Linked DNA regions of Pan troglodytes: region 1 is linked to region 2. The links are chromatin contacts, called in public Hi-C maps. All regions are on one chromosome and are shown on one strand. Each heading gives the region's core, a stretch centred on a gene start, on an enhancer-like site or on the middle of the called end of the contact. The rest is flanking DNA. Distances are from core to core; before and after follow the strand shown. Region 1 has its middle 57 kb from the start of ATXN3L. Region 2 has its middle 4.4 kb from the start of TMSB4X.

Evidence for each region. Hi-C and Micro-C count contacts between places; a contact is called where the count stands out from the background.
Region 1: a contact with region 2 is called in a Hi-C map of stem cell-derived neural progenitor cells, with 3 times the contacts expected there. The contact joins two enhancer-like sites. A contact is called at or near these places in 1 of 7 Hi-C or Micro-C datasets (stem cell-derived neural progenitor cells) and 1 of 1 datasets of contacts at active chromatin or transcription factors (stem cell-derived excitatory neurons).

The regions. Positions count from the first base shown.
Region 1 is chrX:13,953,337-13,956,386 of NHGRI_mPanTro3-v2.0_pri, forward strand. It overlaps the pseudogene LOC736283. Among named protein-coding and RNA genes, the nearest start is that of ATXN3L, 57 kb to the left of the region's middle. Within about 2 kb of position 1,690, at least 6 of the 24 cell types and tissues checked have an H3K27ac peak or open chromatin away from gene starts, as enhancers often do. A contact at or near this core is called in stem cell-derived neural progenitor cells, where this site is marked.
Region 2 is chrX:13,546,529-13,549,646 of NHGRI_mPanTro3-v2.0_pri, forward strand. No RefSeq gene overlaps it. Among named protein-coding and RNA genes, the nearest start is that of TMSB4X, 4.4 kb to the right of the region's middle. Within about 2 kb of position 1,738, at least 7 of the 24 cell types and tissues checked have an H3K27ac peak or open chromatin away from gene starts, as enhancers often do. A contact at or near this core is called in stem cell-derived neural progenitor cells, where this site is marked.

The DNA.
Region 1 (3,050 bases), core at 440-2,939, 410 kb after region 2:
CCACTCTTTTTTTTAAACCAAAGAAATCAATCTTAAATCAATTTTGCACTTGATTTATGCACATCAAGTTTGTTTGCTTCTTAAAGAGTATATGATTAGCTGTACAAGAGACTATAGGTTAAGAAAATCCTTAGTCTTGAGAAAAGCACTGAAGAGGAAGAAGAAGACACCAGGCCCCAAGACATCCACCAAAAATAGATCCAACTTACATTGTCTGGCAGGGCAAACAATCCCATCACAGTCACATGCCAGCCCCTATATTCTGGCTGGTCCCCAGAATTTAGTCAAGATCAAAGTAAAATTTTTTGGTTTCTGGGGTGAGCCTTCATCCAGGTCAAAATATTCTGGAAGAAGGCTTGCCTGGCACCTGGAATTCCACACCCTTGAGCTCTCCTTTTCACGGAACAGCATTCGTCAGATTTACTGACAGCATAGCAGTGGCATAATTAACGAATAATCCAGTTTTCAGCTTCCCTGGCCTCCACCTGCTAGATACCAGGAGCACCTCCACTCCCACAGAAGTTGTGTCAACCAAAATGTCTCCAGATATTGCCAGATGTCCCCAGGAGGGCAAAATCAACCCTGGTTGACCACCACTGCAATAGTATTATTTGTATATGAAACATAAAGATTGCTAAGGGATATAAAGTAGACTATTTTAGATATCCAGTCTTAAAGGAAACCACTACTATCATCATTGGCCAAAAAAAGAAAAAAAAAGAACGGTGCTAATAATTAGACATAAAATAATAAATGAAAATTATCATTGCTTTGAAATATTCCCTGGAGGAAATGAAACATCTGTGTAAATTTTATCCTTTCACGTGTGAAGATGACTGGGATAGCAGGTGTGGTAAAAGACATTGTTCCAAAGCCTGTTCTGTGGTTTGCTGATGAGAATATTCCCTGGCTTGGGCTACAGCTGCCATGTGCAGTCTCTCTATTGACAGTCTTTCTCAACCACTCCCGAAAATCCCCACATTGTTTGAACTCAAGTTTTGTAATTACAGAGATGTGGTTCTCAGAGCCAAAAATGAAGCTGCCTGGCTGGAGCAGCAGGATATAGAATAGGACCTTGGGACTGGGAGATTATAACTTTTGTGGTTTCAAGTACTCATAAATGTGGTGGAGAGGGGTTTTGGAGTTGATCCACAACTCGTCAGAAGCCCTGCTATTTTTTCTACCCACAGCCATTGTAGAGAATCCAAGCCGAGTTTAAGAGTGCTGTGGAAATACACTGCTGCTACTGCTGTTTCTATTACTGTTTGATGCTGGGACTCTTATGCTCCAACCACGTTTTCACCCAGCTGAGTCGCCTTCGTATCACGCCTTTCCAGTGAGTAAGATCATCTAGATAGATTCTCCAAAAGAAATAACCCAGTAAGGGAGGGGCAACCAGCATGACCACAATGCTAGTTGTTGTGTGCGAATGGTAAACAGAATGAAATTATGAATGTGTGTGCAGGTCATTATATGCATGCAGACACATACATATGCATATGTAGTATAAATTAATCTCCATAAATGCCTAAGGTGATGGCAGTGATGAGGGGCAGTTAAAAATGTTAAGCACAAATTGGAGCTGAGACACTGATCAGAGAAAAATTATCTGTAATACTGAGAAAGAGCCATCTGTCATGGCTGGAGGCTCAAGCAGAGAAGGGATAAGTGGAGAGGCCCCAGGAACAGATGGAGAGGCTTGAACCCCCACACAGAGCAGAGCGTCCAACAGCTGGGACTGATTAATCCAGACGGCCGACTATTACGTCATGTGTTGGATTACAACCAAATGAGTGGCTAAAAGCTCCTAGCAAGTTCAGGCCAACACGAAGTCGCTTCACAGATGGCGTCCACCTTGGAATTCCGTGAGGGATGAAGACACTGCTCAGTCCAGCCTCATTGTCCTCTGTGGAAAGAGCAAGAGGAATGAGGATAGGCCTTTCCCACCCCTTTATTCTTCTTTATTCTCAGGGTAAATGGAAGTAGAGAAGGAGAGTAAGTGAGATTTTAAAGAAGCTTGTTGACCTGTGTCTTTGTTCTCTCCTTGCTCTCTAAATTACGTGATAGAGGGAATAATACGGAACTTTAATGTATGAAGTTCAGTCCAGTAAATTGATCCCATAGCCCAGCATGTGATAAACAGTTTCTGAATATTAACTTGATCTACTCGTGCTTCTTAGTAATCCCACAAACACTTTAAACAACATTTCAGAAGCACAGGTAATCCCACAAGCATTTCAGCAACATTTTAACTCAACACCTATCCCCTCTCCAATGTTCCCTTCAAGTCAGAAACCTAACTTTGGGTACCCAACTCTACCGTCAATCAGTCACTGGGGCCTTATGGAATCAATGGAGTCTTGTAGATTCCATCTCCTTAGCATTGCTTGAAACGATCTTGACTTCTCTATTCTCATTGCTGTTGCCTTAATTCTGACCTTCAGTAAGTCCTGCCTGGACCGTTACAATAGTTTCTTCTAAGCTATCTTCTGGTTTCTTTGCTCCAGTGCATTCTTTTCTTTTCTTTTCTTTTCTTTTTTTTTCTGCTGACACCCGGCACTTTATTAGTGGGGAAACTCGCCTTGGTCTGGCAGAGACTGCGATGGACAGGACCGGCGCCCATCTCGAGGGGGTATTTCTGGAAGATCAGGTGTTCCTCCCTTGTAGGTTTAGAGGAAACACCCTCATAGATGAAAACCCCCCAGAGAGCAGCACTGCAACTGCCAAGCAGCCGGGGTAGGAGGGGCGCCCTAGGCACAGCTGGGCCCTTGAGACAGCAGGGCTTCGATGTCAGGCTCGATGTCAATGGTCTCGAAGCGGCGGCTGTACCTACGTAGGGGCACACCGTCAGGGCCCACCAGGAACTTCTCAAAGTTCCAGGCAACATCGTTGCGACACACCAGAGACCAGGTGATGAGCTTGGGGTCGGTCATAAGCGCAGTGGCGTCGTCGCTGGGGGCTGGCAGGGCCTCCCGCAGGAAGGCAAAGAGAGTGTGCGCCCCCGCACCGTTCACCTCGCCCTTCTCGAAGAGCATGAAGTTGGGCTGGAA
Region 2 (3,118 bases), core at 488-2,987:
ACTCAGAGAATGAGAATCTAAAAAGGGCAGGACTGGCTTCAGAATTTGGGGGACACAGTACAAAATAGAAATGTGGGGTAAGAATTTCAAAATGGCGGCAGCAGTACATTAAGCCAAGCACGAGGGACTTCTGAGCGTAAGGCCCAGTGCAGCTGCACAGCTGTGCACCTGTGAAGCCAGTCCTGGAGAGGCCAGATCGTCAGGGTCAGCCAAGGAAGTTGATCTTGGCCTACATGGGTTTTCCCCTCAGATTTGAGCCAGTGCTCCATTACCTACACTCCATTTTCCTCACCATAAAGCTATTAACCATCTTCTGCTGATGATCTGGGAACTATATTTTATATAAAGCTTTGGCACCCACAGAAAAAACACATTAAAATATACAAACACTTGTTACTTGCTAAGCATAATTCTGCTTCACAATGGAATCAAAGGTTTGTCATTTTTAACACAGAAAGCCATTGGGAGTGTGTAATGCCTCCCCTTTCAATATGCTATTGAACCTACTAATTTTTTTAGCCATTGTAATATGAATGACTTCTTAGAAAAATATTGTAGTAAGGCCGGGCTCACGCCTGTAATCCCAGCACTTTGGGAGGCTGAGGCGGGTAGATCACGAGGTCAGGAGATCAAGACCATCCTGGCCAACACGGTGAAACCCTGTCTCTACTAAATTACAAAAAATTAGCTGGGAGTGGTGGTGTGCACCTGTAACCCCAGCTACTCAGGAGGCTGAGGCAGGGGAATCGCTTGAACCTGGGAGGCGGGGGTTGCAGTAAGCCGAGATTGCACCACTGCACTCCAGCCTGGTGACAGAGCAAGACTCCGACTCAAAAAAAAAAAAAAAAAGAAAAAGAAAAAGAAAAATATTGAAGTAGTGAAAAGCTGAGGAAAACTACTAACGTTCAGGATACAAATTCTCTTTATTGCCAGTGCCTTGGCCATGCAGGAGGAGGAAAAAGAGCAGATTGAATTTCTGTAATGAAATAATTTGAAAATTGGGGCAGGGAAAATTTTAATGTATATGACATTATTACGATATCTATGTTTAAATGTCTTCATGATGTAGGCTGGGTGCGGTGGCTCACCCCTGTAATCCTAGCACTTTGGGAGGCCGAGGTGGAAGGATTGCTTGAGCCCAGGAACTTGAGACCAGCCTGGGCAACATAGAGAGAACCTGTTTCTTAAAAAAAAAAGAAAAAGAAAAAGAGAAGAAACATCTACATGATGAAAAAGCTAGACAGCTGATTGAGACAATATAACTTTACCCTTATCTGGCGTATGGAACAAAGCCTTTAAAAGGCCTTAGGATTCTAGAGAAGAGTAGTGTTTAAATGAGGCGGCTTCTGAGCCAGCCAGTCTGAGTTCAAATCCTGCCTTTGGCTTTCGTTGTGTTTTCTTGGGGAAGTTATTTAATCCCTCTAGAATTCTCTCATCTGCAAAATGAGGAAAATAACGGTGCCACTGTCATAGGATTGTGTGAGGATTCGGGAAATACTACATGGAAAGCTCCCCAGTATATGGAAAGCACTCAGAAAGCACTTGCTGTTATTACTGCTATGGTTACAGCCATGATTGTTACTATCATTATTCTACAACCTGGCCCCTGCCTGGTTCCCAGCGTTATTTCCTGTCACTTTCTCTCATTTTACGCAAGTGCCTGCCAAGCTCAGCTACTCATTGCCCCCTGCGTTAACTCGAAGATTCTCTGCTTCCGTATTGTTCCCTGGCTGTGTGGAGGCTGAGTAACCACTTGGAGGGGATGTTGTAGAGGAAAATTCAAGCCACAGAAGGGAAACTGGGTTGAATGAGATCCCCTTTTACATTTCTTTTGGCTCTAAAGTTTCCATCGGATCAATAAAGCAAACAGGACAATTAGCAGCACGGCACTCAGCACTGAGCACAGGCGAGGGTGTTCTTTCACTCCTCTTTGCTTTCCTGCCACCCCCTGCTCGCCTTCCTCTTTGCACCATGTGGGTCCGCTCTGGGTGGGAGTCCTGGAGAAAGATACTTCAACTAAAGATAAGGCAGAGATAGGCCTCGGTGGAAAGAATTGGTAGACAGACCTGGGCATTTGATTAAGAGCAAATTGCTTAAATTCTCGGAGCCTCAATTCTTTAGTAGTAAAATGGGGATATTAGTACTCACTCCATAGGGTAAGAATGGAATCAGATATTGTTTAAAAGGGCTTATAGCTGAGGTTACAAGATATAGCTAGTCTACTAAATATCCTTTCTCTTTTCATTTTCCTGTTATTCACAGGGGGGACTTAGGCGTGTCTTTAAGGGGTTTTAGATTCCAATCAGTGGAAGGAGGGCTCTGCTGTGAAGGAGACCAGATGGAGACTGCAGGGGCCACAGGGGAACGTGGGGTGCAGGCAGGTGGGGCAGATGGTAGGAGGCCCTGAAACTCAGACAAAGGGATCTGGGCTTGAGAAAGCAAGAGCTGGGAGCTCAGCTTTGTTCCTGTTCTTCCGTTCCTCCCTCCTCTTCCTTCTTCTCTTCTTCTGGCAAGTTTTTGGCACAAAATTAAATAGGTTCAAACTAATAGAACTCATTTTCATGAATTCAGACTTCTAGCCAACTTCTCCACAGTTAGAAATAGCCACGACTCTATCCCAGGCCCGCCCTGGAAAGCAAAATAAAACTGCGTCCCCTGTCACCTTTTCCGGGTTCCACCAGACACAGGGTTGGAGGGGAACCGCCCTTCAACGCAGGCAATGTTGGCACATTTTTCATTGGGCGCTGTGGCCCGTGAGATGAGGAAGGCAGGACAGGCGCAAAGTGGACTCTACTTATCTTTCACCAGAGAGCCCCAAGGCCAGAGTGCACCATACAACCCGGAGTCACCCAAGGCCTTTTTTTTTGGGGGGGGGGGGGTCTCACTGGGAACAATGTCTGCACCCATTGTAAGCAGTTCCTTTGCCCCTGTGTGCCTCTGTCTTTTTAATTGGGATCGAAAACTCCTACCTCAATGGTAGTTGTGCCCGGCACATACTAACAGACTTATAAATGTAGCTGCCTGGGGCAGGGATGATCCTGGAACATTCTGACATCTAGAACATTAAGACTAAATGGATTTAATTATCTGGGGAGAAGAAAGCAAGGCAATTAGAGTC